Regions from separate parts of the Rattus norvegicus genome. Here region 2 is linked to region 1. A link is a contact called in public Hi-C data. All regions are on one chromosome and are shown on one strand. Each heading gives the region's core, a stretch centred on a gene start, on an enhancer-like site or on the middle of the called end of the contact. The rest is flanking DNA. Distances are from core to core; before and after follow the strand shown.

Evidence for each region. Hi-C and Micro-C count contacts between places; a contact is called where the count stands out from the background.
Region 2: a contact with region 1 is called in a Hi-C map of Schwann cells, with 8 times the contacts expected there. The contact joins the promoter of Tspan17 here to the promoter of Rab24 in region 1. A contact is called at or near these places in 2 of 12 Hi-C or Micro-C datasets (the A7r5 cell line and Schwann cells).

What each region holds. Positions count from the first base shown.
Region 1 is chr17:9,310,205-9,316,639 of GRCr8, forward strand. Rab24 (RAB24, member RAS oncogene family) reads left to right here and starts at 3,389. Exons shown (of 8, transcript NM_001015023.2): 1 at 3,389-3,820; 2 at 3,900-3,968; 3 at 4,182-4,260; 4 at 4,366-4,433; 5 at 4,516-4,615; 6 at 4,808-4,858; 7 at 4,987-5,049; 8 at 5,140-5,471. The coding sequence starts at 3,704. The coding sequence ends at 5,204. It overlaps Prelid1 (PRELI domain containing 1), which reads right to left and starts at 3,307. Exons shown (of 5, transcript NM_001009636.1): 1 at 3,075-3,307; 2 at 2,318-2,543; 3 at 1,145-1,258; 4 at 972-1,050; 5 at 267-704. The coding sequence starts at 3,166. The coding sequence ends at 562. Mxd3 (Max dimerization protein 3) reads left to right here. Exons shown (of 6, transcript NM_145773.2): 6 at 1-74.
Region 2 is chr17:9,828,464-9,834,898 of GRCr8, forward strand. Tspan17 (tetraspanin 17) reads right to left here and starts at 3,472. Exons shown (of 8, transcript NM_001013138.2): 1 at 3,246-3,472; 2 at 435-485; 3 at 208-354. The coding sequence starts at 3,332.

The DNA.
Region 1 (6,435 bases), core at 2,139-4,638:
CTTGTTCCTGGGCAAAGCCCCAGGCCTCTGCCCATATATACCGCACAGTATTTTCATTAAAATCCTCTTTCATAAGTTCCTGTCCGTGGTTTTGCCCGATGAGATGAAGGAAGTCGCAGCTACAACTGGAAAAGAGGAAGTAAGACCTGTGGCTGGCAAGCAGGGTCACGTGAGAGGCGGCTGCTCTGCCGTCCTGGTGCTGATCTGAGGCAGAGATGCGAGTGCCTGAGCTCCAGACTCAAACCAAAGCTATCCGACTCCAGAACTGGGGCAGTCAAATCATGTGTTTATTGAGTGCCTGTTATGTGCTAAATATTGTTCAGGGGACGTGGGACCCAGCAGAGGACACGGGGAGTCCTGCCCTCGTGGAGCGTACAGTCTATTGCACTGCTGTGACCTTGGGCAAGTCACTGCACCCCTCGACCGGCCCAGCAGATAGACCTGGACGTGGTGCAGATGCTGACCAGGACAGCGCTCTGACCCACCACCCCAGACAGCAGAGAGGGCTGCAGGTTCATCTTTAATAATCAAGTACACGGGGGAGGAGGGAGAGGAAGAGGGCTATACGAGCTGCTGCTGCTGCTGCTTGGTGGCGGCCTTGTTGGCCAGGTCCTTGGCCTTCTCTGTAGCTGCCAGTGCGGTCTCCTTTGCTTTCTCTTTGGCCTCCTTGGCTGTCTCAACAAGTGTTTTTGAAGGGGCCTCACCTGTGGCAATGACAGGGGCTGGCTTCAGATGGTGCCCAGAAGACCCATCCAACCCCTCATCAACCTCGGCAGTCACTGTTGAAGGGCCCGGCTTCTTAGGAATAGTTGGAGCCCCCTGTTCCTGACCCTCCAGCCCTTCCGGGCACACATAAAGAGTCTCAGACTAAGACTGGCCCCATGCTTCATTGGTTAAGCAGAGGTAGGACCGCTCCAGCTATTGGTAGTGCGGGTCCTCCCGATTCCTGAAACAGTGTCTAGGGCTCTCACCTTGTAGCTTGGCCAGGATGTATTCAAAGCCCTTCATTGTCTTGGTCACATTGCTTTTGAACCGGGCAAGACCAAATTCCTGGAAGGAGGAGAATGATGGGAGAGTTGCTCAATGACCCAGGGCCCGGCCCAGCACGGCCTGGCCCAGCCCAGCCCAGCCCCCAACCTCTTACCTGGACAGCTCTGGAGACACCAAATAAGCTAGAGGAGACCCAGGCCTCCCGACGGATTTCGGTCCAGCCGCTATTGTCAGAGTTCACACAGTAAACACATCGTTCCTCCACCACCTTCAAGGGAAGTCAGGCTGAGCACCCTGAAGGGGCACGCTCAGACAAGCTAGCACCATATTCCTGCACTCAACATCGGGTGAGTTCCTGCCCCCACAAAGTTCTTCCCATTTTGTATCTCAGGCCCGGAGAGAGGCTGTTCTGCCTCTATAACCTCAATGCTGACCCTTTGAAGTAGAACGCAGTTTCCTGGGATCAGCGGCTATTCCACCCTGATCCAGGGCTTTGCTTGGGGCCTCTGGATATAGAGGTGAACAGTGTTTCTCATCTGCTTTCTCCCCTCTGAGCTTCCTGATAGTGTGTGTGTGTGTGTGTTCTCGTCCCCTCCCCCCCAATAATGACAGCTTTTATTATCAAAGGGTGTGGGAGCCTCCTGAAGAACGTGAAGAGAAGTCACAAACACACCACTGTGTTACCAAGCAGAGCTCTCAGCTGAGGTGACTTCAGACAGTGCCGGGCAGGAAAGGGTGCCTTCCTCACATTGTGCCCGTGAGGGGCACATCTTTATAAAGCTTTTCTTTTGCAAAACACACAATTCCCACCTCTCAAGTTTACAGAAGCTGAGAAAGAATCATCTCGAAGCTTGAAGGTTAGTCACACAGGCAAATGACACTCTGAATATCCCCAAACATGGGATTTCAAGCCTTCCGAAGGATCCAAGGAACATGATGCATCCCCTCAAATCTCATGCAGAAACTGAGGCACATTCCAGACACCTCCAAGCCTTGATGGAAGTCACTGTCTCCCTTTGTCACCCAGTATAACTCCTGAAAGCCTATGTATGTATGTATGTATGTATGTATGTATGTATGTATGTATGTATGTCACCAACCGACTGCTCTGTGTACAGCACTTGTAACAAGCTTTGAAAATGGGTGTCTTTCCCCACCATCTGAGAGCCGAGGGGCAGTCCCGGAGAATCCAACCACTCAAAAAGGATAGACCAATCTAAGGGCAGAACTCTACAGATGAGGCCCGCCTCTGGCCGCAGAAGTTCCCACAATTCTCCAGCCTGAAATCTGAAGGGCAACTATTTTGAGGAACCAAAGGAAGTCTCACCATCAGCCGGGCGTGGTTGATGTTCCAAGTGAAGGTGGTCATGGTCTGATTCTGTGGGTCCACAATCGAGTCCTCCAGGATGTACACCGAGTGAGCAACGTTGGCGGGAAACAGTCGCTCTGCCCAACGTGGCATCCTGTTGGTCTTGGTCAGGAGTCTCCGGGACAGAAGCTTCTGGTCAGGGGTCACCTCCCGGTGCACTATGTCTTCGGTTAAGACATGTTTGCTGCAAGTGTTAAAATGCAGATGATTCTCAGGAAATGTCTACGGGTTACTATTTAGAGCCTCCAGGTCATGGCTTCCTGCAATCTTACAGAGTGATCTGTACCCAGGTTCGGAATTAGAGTGCAATGAACCTATCCCCGGGCAAATTCCAACTCCCTCCTCCACCCTGACATGGATTCTGTGGCTTTCCAAATCGAGCAAAATCTCAAGAATTATACCACTAGAGAGCGCCACCAGCAGGTGAGCAAGCCATCGTCAGGATTTCAGGCCCCGAAATACCTACCGCTCAACTCTTCCTGTCTCCCTAGGACCGACCGCAAAATAGAAATCTAGAGCCTAATATAAACCACGATCTACAACCTTGCAGACTTGGCCTGATCTTAATCCTATAAGGACTTTGTGCCATAACTGTGGCCACAGTCACCGGAGATAGCTCACATCGGACTTTCTGTTCTAGTTTTTCACGGCTCCACTATTCAAGGACAGCCAAATGGAGAGAGGAGGGCGACTGGCTCTACCTACCACCACGTACCTATAGGGATTCGGGTACCGTTGCCAGAAGGCAGCGAACACTTGGTCCCAGGAACTTCGGAGCACGCTCTGGCCCAGGAAATACTTCACCATCGTCCCGACCCGGGCGGGCTCAGCACCCGTGCAGCATCAGGGTGAAGAGCCCGGGGGTGGGGAGGGCACGTGGCAAGGCGCACGCCCGCCAGGCTCGCAGCTCAATCACCGCGGCGCCGCGCCCAGGTCCCTACCGCCGCCATGAGAGGCTATAGGACTGCGCGACGCTTCCGGCGCCAGCCGCACAGGATCGGCCACTTCCGGCGCTCGTGTCACGTGACCGGGCGTCCCGCCTCTTGTGGTCCAGTCCCAGAGGTGCTGTTTGGAGTTAGCTATAGGGAACCCGGTTTCAGTCGGTAACCCCGGCGCGGCGGAGCTTCTGTCGCAGCGACGGTCGCGCGGGTGAGCAGCGCAGGGCCCTGCGGCGCGGTGGAGGGCGCTGTCCGCGTCCCCGCGCCGCGGCTCTGTAAGGGACGGAGCGCCCCGGGCCGAGGCACCAGAAGCCTGCGAAGTGCGAGGCCTTTGGGATTGGGGTCTGAGGCTTGGGCTCTGCCTGGGCCGCGGAGACCCTGAAGTGGGTGAGGCGGCCCCGGGAGCATGAGCGGGCAGCGCGTGGACGTCAAGGTGGTTATGCTGGGCAAGGAATACGTGGGCAAGACGAGCCTGGTGGAACGATACGTGCACGACCGCTTCTTGGTGGGGCCCTATCAGAACGTGAGTGCACCCCTGCGGAGCAGGCTTGGGAGGAAGGGGGCCGACCGGCATTCGACTCTTATCTCTTCCCTGGTTGTAGACCATCGGGGCTGCTTTTGTGGCCAAGGTGATGTGTGTTGGAGATCGGACGGTGACTCTGGGTATTTGGGTAAGTCCCTTGAGAACAGAGTCTTGAGCAAACCTATCCCCGAAATTTAATGTCTTGCCTCTTAAACCGGTCAGCCGGAGTCTCATACAGGTCGTTCTTTTCTTCCGCACACCCATTTACTCATCTTAAGAAAAAAGGAGGGGAGGTGTCTGGAAGATGTGGGCCTAGTTTGTAGTCTTGTGAAGGAGCTCATCGACTCCTTTCACCCCTCAGGACACAGCAGGTTCCGAGCGCTACGAAGCCATGAGCAGAATCTATTACCGGGGTGCTAAAGCTGCAATTGTCTGTTATGGTAAGGGGTTGGACTCTGGCCTGTTCAAGTAAGAGTTGGGTTACAGGCCAGCATCAACGGGAAGCCACTGTTCCTTATTGTGTCTCCTGTCTTACCCCTACCAAGACCTCACCGACAGCAGCAGCTTTGAGAGAGCCAAGTTCTGGGTTAAGGAGCTCCGCAGTTTAGAAGAGGTAGGTGACAAGATCCTACAAGATTAGGGACAGAGACTGTATTGGTCTGTGGAGATAATTTCAGCCTTGTCTTCTGCTACAGGGCTGTCAAATCTACCTGTGTGGCACTAAGAGTGATCTGCTGGAGGAAGACAGGCGGCGCCGTCGTGTAGACTTCCATGACGTTCAGGACTACGCTGATAGTACCTGTTTTTAAGTCTCTGAGGATGGGAGCTTGAGGGGGGGGGGATATCTGCTTGAGTGGATTTCAAGGACGGGAATGACAGCCTTGGTTTCTTTCTAGCCTTCTTGAACTTATGGAGTTCAAGAGACTGAACTGTTAGCTACATTTAGGTGTGCTCCCCAGGTGAGGACTTAGTCACTTCTCTTTACAGATATCAAAGCCCAGCTCTTTGAAACATCCAGCAAGACAGGCCAGAGTGTGGGTGAGTGTTGTCTTGGGTCCTGTCAGCAGGCACAGACAGGACAGTAGAGCAGAAAGGATCAGAGGGCTGGACCACTGGGGTACCCAGGGCTGCTGGCCTCAGGCCCTCACTGATTCTTTGCTTGCCAGACGAGCTCTTCCAGAAAGTGGCAGAGGATTACGTCAGTGTGGCTGCTTTCCAGGTGATGACAGGTGTGTACTTCCTCATGGTCCCCAGCCCTCTTGGTGACCTACTTGATCCCCCAGCTAATAGTGCTGAGCTGCCACCTCTCTCTCTGACAGAGGACAAAGGCGTGGATCTGAGCCAGAAGGCAAACCCTTACTTCTACAGCTGTTGTCACCACTGAGTCACAACTCATCTGCCCAGTCGAATTAGATGAACTCCCAGAGGGGCTGGACCCAACTCTTGTCTGGGCTGGAGTGGTCAAGCGTCTGAGCTACTCCAGGTGCCCATTGCAGCAGAGGTGGCACCTGCCTGTGCTGGCCCGAGGAACGGAGGCAGTGTTGGGCTGACTGTGGGCATGAGGAGGGATAAGGGCTGATTTGAATCCCAGGCTTCTGTCCTGGCCAGACTATTTAAGTAGCTTCTGAACTGTAAATAAAATTGATGCATTTCCTTGCTGTGTGCACTGGGTGTCAGAACACCTAGTCGTTCCTGGGGCCGTGTGGGCCTCACTTATGTGAAGACTTCCCATCTGGACTATCACTGAAACCACCGAGAAACAATGGGCTTTTTCTTATGATCCCACCGACCCCTTTTTTGTAAATGCTTGTATGTCTGTGAATGTAGAGCAAATCGCAGAGGTTCTAACATTAGGCAAGAAAAAGACCCCTGAGTCTTGCAGCTACTTTCTCTTTTTTTGTGGGGGTGAAGATAGGCTGAGGCTGGGATGGAGAAGTTGCAAAGCTCAGAAGACCAAGGAAAGCACCTCAGTTGTGCCCAGAGATGAAAGGCTCAGGTACAGCACCCTCAAGACAAGTTGGTTTGGCCAGCTCTACCTGTTGTGTCATGTCTAGACCTGTGCTCAGGGTTGTGACTTGGTCCTAAGCTTCCCAGGGAAAGCCTGTAATGTTTCAAACTAAAGAGAACCTCATATTTCTGTAACCCAGAAAGGTCTTATGCATCCAGTTTAGTTGCTAACTTAGAAAAAGGGCTCAAAGATGGTGCACCTTTACTCACAGTACTCAGGAAGGAGAGGCAGATCTCTGAATTCAAGGCCAGCCTGGTCTAAAGAGTTCCAGGACAGCCCAGGCTACCCAGTGAGAAGCATTGTAAAAAATAAAAGAAAGGCCTTGATGGAACGGTGGCCTACACCTTTAATTCTAGCACCGTGGAGGCAGAGGCAGGGGCGGAGGGGGAGGCAGGGCAGGTAGGCTCCTGAGTTCCAGGCCACCACAGCTACATAGTAATGCCCACTATCCAGAAAACTAATACACACAAAACAAGGCAGCAGCTAACTTGTTTAAAATCAGAAACACTGAAAACCTAGGTGTTTATGTAAAGGGACTAGTACTTCCTGTTTAAGCAAAAGGAAGTGTATTACAGCCCTTTCCAGTTATTGGTGTGAGGGTGTGGGC
Region 2 (6,435 bases), core at 2,222-4,721, 520 kb after region 1:
GTGTGTGTGTGTGTGTGTGTGTGTGTGTGTGTGTGTGTGTGTGTGCTAGGCAAATGCTCTACCACTGAGCTTGCTCCCCTCAGTACCGTGTTATGTTGATAAAAGACAGCGTGGTTTTACCTGTTCCTGGTCTGGGCACCCTGACTAGGCAAGAACTGGATGAAAGAGGTTAGAAGTCTGGCGGGTCTAGGGTAGAGAGAGACTTACAAATTTGAGCAGGAAGGTGTTTTCCCGGAGGGCCCCAATGCAGCCGGCAAAGCCCAGCACTGACATGATTCCCCCAATCACCACAAACAGCCACACGGGGTCAAGACCGCCTAGATCTGTCAGCCCTGAGATGTTGGAAAGAACGCCCTGCACCAGGGAGTAGACAAGTGTGAGGGAGTGACTCCCCTTCCCCCTCACCCCCTGGGCAGCCCCAAGGGCTCTCTTACCTTCTCACCCCAGGCCCAGAGGCCGATGGCCAGGAACAGGGCTCCCAGCACCTACAACAGCAGGGAGGGAGAGTTCAGGGCTGGGTCCCAGCACCCAGGCTCTTAAACGTCCTTGACCGGTCCTTGACCGTCAGGAAGCTGAGAGACAGGCCCGCCCCCACCCCAAAGCTGTGAGTGGGACTTGGCAGTTCATCTTCCAAGGACACCAGGCAGGGAATCTTTCCCACAGACTAGAGGGTCGGAGGCTACCTCTAACCTTGGGCTGGACGTCACCCCCTTCCTGGACTCTCTCAAAATGGAGCAGAATCCCTAGAGGCCCCAGCCTGGCTCAGAAAACATCTGGCCTCAGGCGCACTCGTGCCTTTGTTTTGGCTTCTTCGAGATTCATTTATTTATATGCACTGTTGCTATCTTGAGAAAGACCAGAAGAGGGCGCCAGATCCCATCACAGATGGTTGTGAGCCACCATGTGGTTGCCAAGAATTGAACTCAGGACCTCTGGAAGAGCAGTCAGTGCTCTTCACCCCTGAGAGCCATCTCTCCAGCCCGTTTTGGCTTTTTGAGACAGGGTCTCATGGCAGTAGTCGAGGCTGGCCTCCAACTCTCTACGTAGCAACTGATGACCACGGGATCTTTGCCTTTTCTGGATCTCTACCTAGAACTCCTCTCCTTCTCAGTCCTCCTTGCTACTCAAACCCCAGCTGCCCACCGCCCTCTCCAGACACTTAGGTGTCTGTTTATCCGCTTGGTACTTCCTTTGTGCAGGGGTAGAGAGGTCAGAGAACAGGGCTAGCCTGTTCTCTGGTGTGCTCAAAGGACTAACAACAGTGCTCGCTCGGGGCAGAGGCGTCTGAAACGGAAGGTGAGGGTGGGCTGTGGATGTGTGTGTCGGGAGCCAGGGAGATGTCAGGATCCTGAAATGACTGTGGGGAGGAGGAGCAAGGGAAGAGGCTAAGAGGAAGCAGAGGAAGGCTGAACAGGAGGCTGTGCCATTTAGGAGGGGTTTGGGGAAAACAAAACATTAGCGAGTTCAAAGATGAGGTAAATCAGACAGGATGAGGCAGGGGACACGATGCTTAGCTGCCCCTGGCCCCATAACCAGCACAGAGAAGGCATTTCCAAGGCACCAGGGAAGGAAAGGGTGGGTGGGTGGAGGTGGGGTGTTGGTAGTCTCTCTCTCTCTCTCTCTCTCTCTCTCTCTCTCTCTCTCTCTCTCTCTCCTCTGATGGTGTGTCAGGGATCAGAGGTGAGAGGGTGGCTGGCCTTTACCATCAGGGCTCCCCAAGCAAGGATCTGAGGCTAGACAATGAGAAAGAAGCACAGACTGCCCAGACAACACCTAGCCAGTGTCCAGACAGCATAGGTAGAGACAGGTAGAGAGGCGCAGACCTATGATCCCCACACTCAGGAGGTGGGACACCAGGAATTCAAGGTCCCAGATCCCTTCCCATCTCAGGTCTTCTGTCACCTTTCCCTATGTACACCTGCAGCCAACTAGATCTGGTCCAACTCTACTCTAAGACCCTGACTGTCCCATGCAGCCCAAGCATAGGTAGGACCTTAATGTTCTGTCCACTTTCACTTCCCCACCCAAGCCGGGACTTTCATCTCCGCTCCCCCCCACCCAGAGTTACTTCAGCTCTGCCTTCCCTCCACCCACTGATAATCACCTGTTTCTCTAGACAAATGACTTAACCTCTCACCGTCTATTCATTCAGTCCCCTATCTGTAAACTACAGGTAATAATAAGGTAGTTGGGAGAACATGCCTCATCATGACCCATTTACTATGAAGCTGGTATAATCCAGCACTCAGAAAGCTCAGACAGGAAAACTGTAGCAAACTCCAAGCCAGGATGGGCTACAGAGTGAGACCCTGTCTTAAGCACAAAAAAAACCCTCATTTAATCTAACAGCCCAGAAGACAAACTCTAATACCAGCCCCTCCTAGGCTAGAAAGCTAAGACCCAGAGAGTAAAGTGGCTTGCCCAAAAACCTCTGGACTAGGCCTGCTACACTCAGGCCCTTTGACTTCCAGGCCAGCGCTCCCTGTAGCTGCCCACACCCTTCAGAACAGAAGACTGCTGAAATTCAAGGACACCACCCCAGGGCAGAGCCAACGGATGGTGGTGGGTGGGGAACAGAGCCACTGAATTCTGCTGAATACAAGTTGGAAAAAAGGCCTTGCATAAAGGAAAGCATGCACAGCCCGCTTTGGTTATAGGATGGGGGGAGGGAGAAGAGAAAGATGACTTGGCAGGACCGGGACACGGATGCCACACAGAGGGAAGCCTCTGTTTGTTTGGTCAGCTATGGAATGCTGAATTCTGTTCCCAAGGGACAGCTCCCTGTTCTCAACTGGAGCTCCTCTTCCTGCAGAGGCACAGGGCTTGGCTTTTGTCACTCCTACCCTCCTGGCTCACATGCTTCTGAGCGTCTGTAGGGTAGACTCGCTAGGACCCAACCTCGCAACCCTCACCGCACCACGCCGGGAGTTGGAGTGGCAAGGAGGCGGGGCAGGGCTCGTCCGCAAATACCGCGCCCTTGCAGTCTTCCTGCAAACACTGCCACCTTTTTCTGCCCAAACTTGGGGCTGCAATGAGAGACTACCATCACCCCTCTGCTGGGACTGGGTCCCACCCCCCCCCCAGCTATCCCAATAGCTCCCCAGAGTAGTTGGGGACAGGGCATCAGGGTAGAGGGGGTGAGGAACAGTCCCCGGTCACAAGCTTCGGAAAGGGTCTCCCCCACCAGCAACTGAGACCCCCTAGCCCCCATCCTCAGCTCAGAGCGAGAAGCGACCCACGCTCACCCAGAAGACAATGTTGAAGCCAAACAGAAAGTATTTCCCGCAGCAGCCAACCTCAGGGTCCTGGAATTGCTGATGCTTGCCGGGCATGGTGAGCGGCCACCTGCCGCCCTGGGAACCCGAGCCGGGAACCGGCCCAGCCCTCTGCGGGCTGCCCAGGCGTGGAGCCGCCCCGGGCCTAGCCCGGCGGCTGCGGCTTCATGGCCAGAGCCACACAGCTCACTGGCTGCCCCTCCCGCTGTAGCACCGCCCCTGGCGCTCGGACTACCACGCCCGGAGTGCGGTGCCCTCATCCGACCCCGCCCTCCAACAGCGCTCCGGCCCCGCCCACAGTGTCAGTCCACACCCCGCCCCAGGACTGCTCGGTCTTCTTGGAGCTCCGCCCACGCCCCCCAGTCCCAGCCAGGTTCAGTCCTCACGGAGACCGGCTCATAGCATGACTCCACCCCCAGCCAGTCTTAATCCTCCCAGGCTCCGCCCAGGCCAAGCTGCTGTCCTCCCCGCAGCCCTGCCCACGTCCCGCCCAAGACTCTGCCCCAGCCAACCTCTGTTTTTAAGACCCGCCTCTAAACCGGGTTTCGCCTCTGATCCGCCCCAGACCCCTCCTCCAACTGGCCTCAGTCCTCCCAGAGCTCCGCCCTACTCAGCCTCTGCTCTGAGCCTCGGTCCGCACCCTTGGAGCCACGCCCCAGACACCGTTTTTTTTTTCTTCTGGTCCAGCAGGCCTCACTCCTCCCCCAAGACCCTGCCTCTGGGCAAGGCTTTGGATACACCCCAGACACACTCAACCTCTTTCAACCACCACCTCTGAGGAATCCCCATCTCTTCTCTACATAAGCTCCCCAAGTCCTTCAGAGGCCCCAGATGAGCTAACTTGGCAAAGCTGGTGAGCCAAGTGTGACTGAAGCCCGTGGATCTCCAGTCTAAGGCTCAAGAACCAAGGAGTCCATTCCCCAGGGATAAGCCGTTGGGCATAGTGGGACTAGTGAACAGTGCCATGCACCCACACACAGTGGAGTTGAATACAAACAGGAGTGCCACGCCTGTTCCGTTTTTGCCTATCTCTACAGTAGCCCCTGTCCCATACCAACTCAGGCTTTCTCTGGTTTCCTTGGTACCCGGGACTCACCAGACTCCTTTTGAAACAAAACAGGATGGGGCAGATCCAGGTTTAGGTACACCTGATCTTAAATATTTAGATTCCAAGTTTGTTACAAAATGTTTATTTAAGACCAGATACAAGGGGTTGGGAATTTAGCTCAGTAGTAGAGCGCTTGCCTAGCAAGCTCAAGGCCCAGGGTTCGGTCCCCAGCTCCGAAAAAAAAAAAAAAAAAAGAAAAAAGAAAAAGAAAAAAGGAAAAAGACTAGATACAAAAAGGGCCTCAGGAATCATTAGCGTCAAGTGGACCCCTTAAAAAAAACCATGGTGAAGTCCAACTGTTGTAAAAATATAAAAATAAAAAAGTACGGTTGTCTTTTACCCCCCCCCCCCAGGTCCTGCACCGAGGTGTCCCAAGATATCTGCTAGATATCTTGGTGGAAACACATCCCAATTTTGCGGTGGCCCAGTGTCTCCTGCTGCTGCACGCTTTGCTATATTCAAATCGTCACATAAAAGAACACACAACACAGTAATCTTTGATCCAATTGATAAGATATAATTGCCCTCTTAAACATACAAAGCCCGGTACCATGCATCCCTTAAGAACATTGATAACAACCTATAAATACACAGAGTGAGATCTTTACATCAGCCTCCATTGTCTTGTCACAGCTTCTCAGCCTCTCCTCCTCTTCCTTCAAACTTTTCTCCGGCCCATCCTTCCTTCTCATCCAATGACAGGCCTTCTTCTATCTTGTACCTACCTCACCTGTGACATCATCCCACATTTCACCCCTTTTGTCTAATTAAAAAAAAAACAAAACTTTTTTCTCAGATATAAGCTGAGCACAACTATTATCATTTTGTAATTAAAAGCATAAAATATATCTAACACCCAGTCCAACATTATATCAGTTAAACAGAACATTTAGTTATCCATTCCAGCCTAAGAAAGGCTTAAGGGGGGTGTTGGGGATTTAGCTCAGTGGTAGAGCTCTTGCCTAGCAAGCACAAGGCCCTGGGTTCGGTCCCCAGCTCCGAAAAAGAGAAAAAAGAAAAAAAGAGAGAAAGAAAGGAAGAAAGAAAGAAAGAAAGAAAGAAAGAAAGAAAGAAAGAAAGAAAAAAAGTCTTAAAATCTATATCTTGGCTAGCTTGTATACTATCTGATAACTATCTAACAAAATATGTATTTCCAGAGTTAAACAGCCTGATAGGCTATGAGACTATAATCAGTCTTCAATCCCGTCAGAAATCTGAGAATGACCAAATATCTATACACATAGGAAGCCTAACATGACTTTCAGAACTGAGAGGTTATAGAGACAAATCTCCACTAGCACAGTCCTCTGTTAGCAACATGTGAGCGCAAGTCTTCAGTCTTCTGGCCCAAAATCAACTGACAGACTCTTGAAATGCAGATTTTGAAGGGCAGATCACCCTGTCTTGGCAGAGTTTATCAGTCAACTCTTCTGCATAATTTGTCCTTCTCTGGACAGTATTAGTCTGCAGATGAAACAGGCAGTTTTGTCCAGTGGCTGCCTAGTCACAAAGTATTGCCTCATCTGGAGGTAGAGATGCTCAAATTCTTCATAAAATCCGCCAAAGGGGAACTGTTAGGAGCAGATATGTCTCAACAAAAGATAAATAACTTTAAATCTCAAATTTTGTGGATTTCTGACATTTTTGAAAACCATCTATCTATATAAGACAATCTGGACTGTTGTCTTTATATCTTGTCTTGAAAGTTCTCTCACAAAGTCAGAGCCGTGAATTTGCTAGTTGGCCCTTAACTCACAGGTGTAATCAACTCAGAAGTTTGTAATGACATCATTAGAAGGACTGACTCTATACCTTGTACTTTTAAACTTTTATAAATTTATTTTTTTAAGATTTTATTTTATTGTATGAGTACACTGTAGCTGCCTTCAGACACACCAGAAGAGGGCATCAGATCTCATTACAGATGGTTGTGAGCCACCATGTGGTTGCTGGGATTTGAACTCAGGACCTCAGGAAGAGCAGTCGGTGCTCTTAACCACTGAGCCATCTCTCCAGTCCCCTACTTTTAAACTTTTAACAAATAAATTCTAT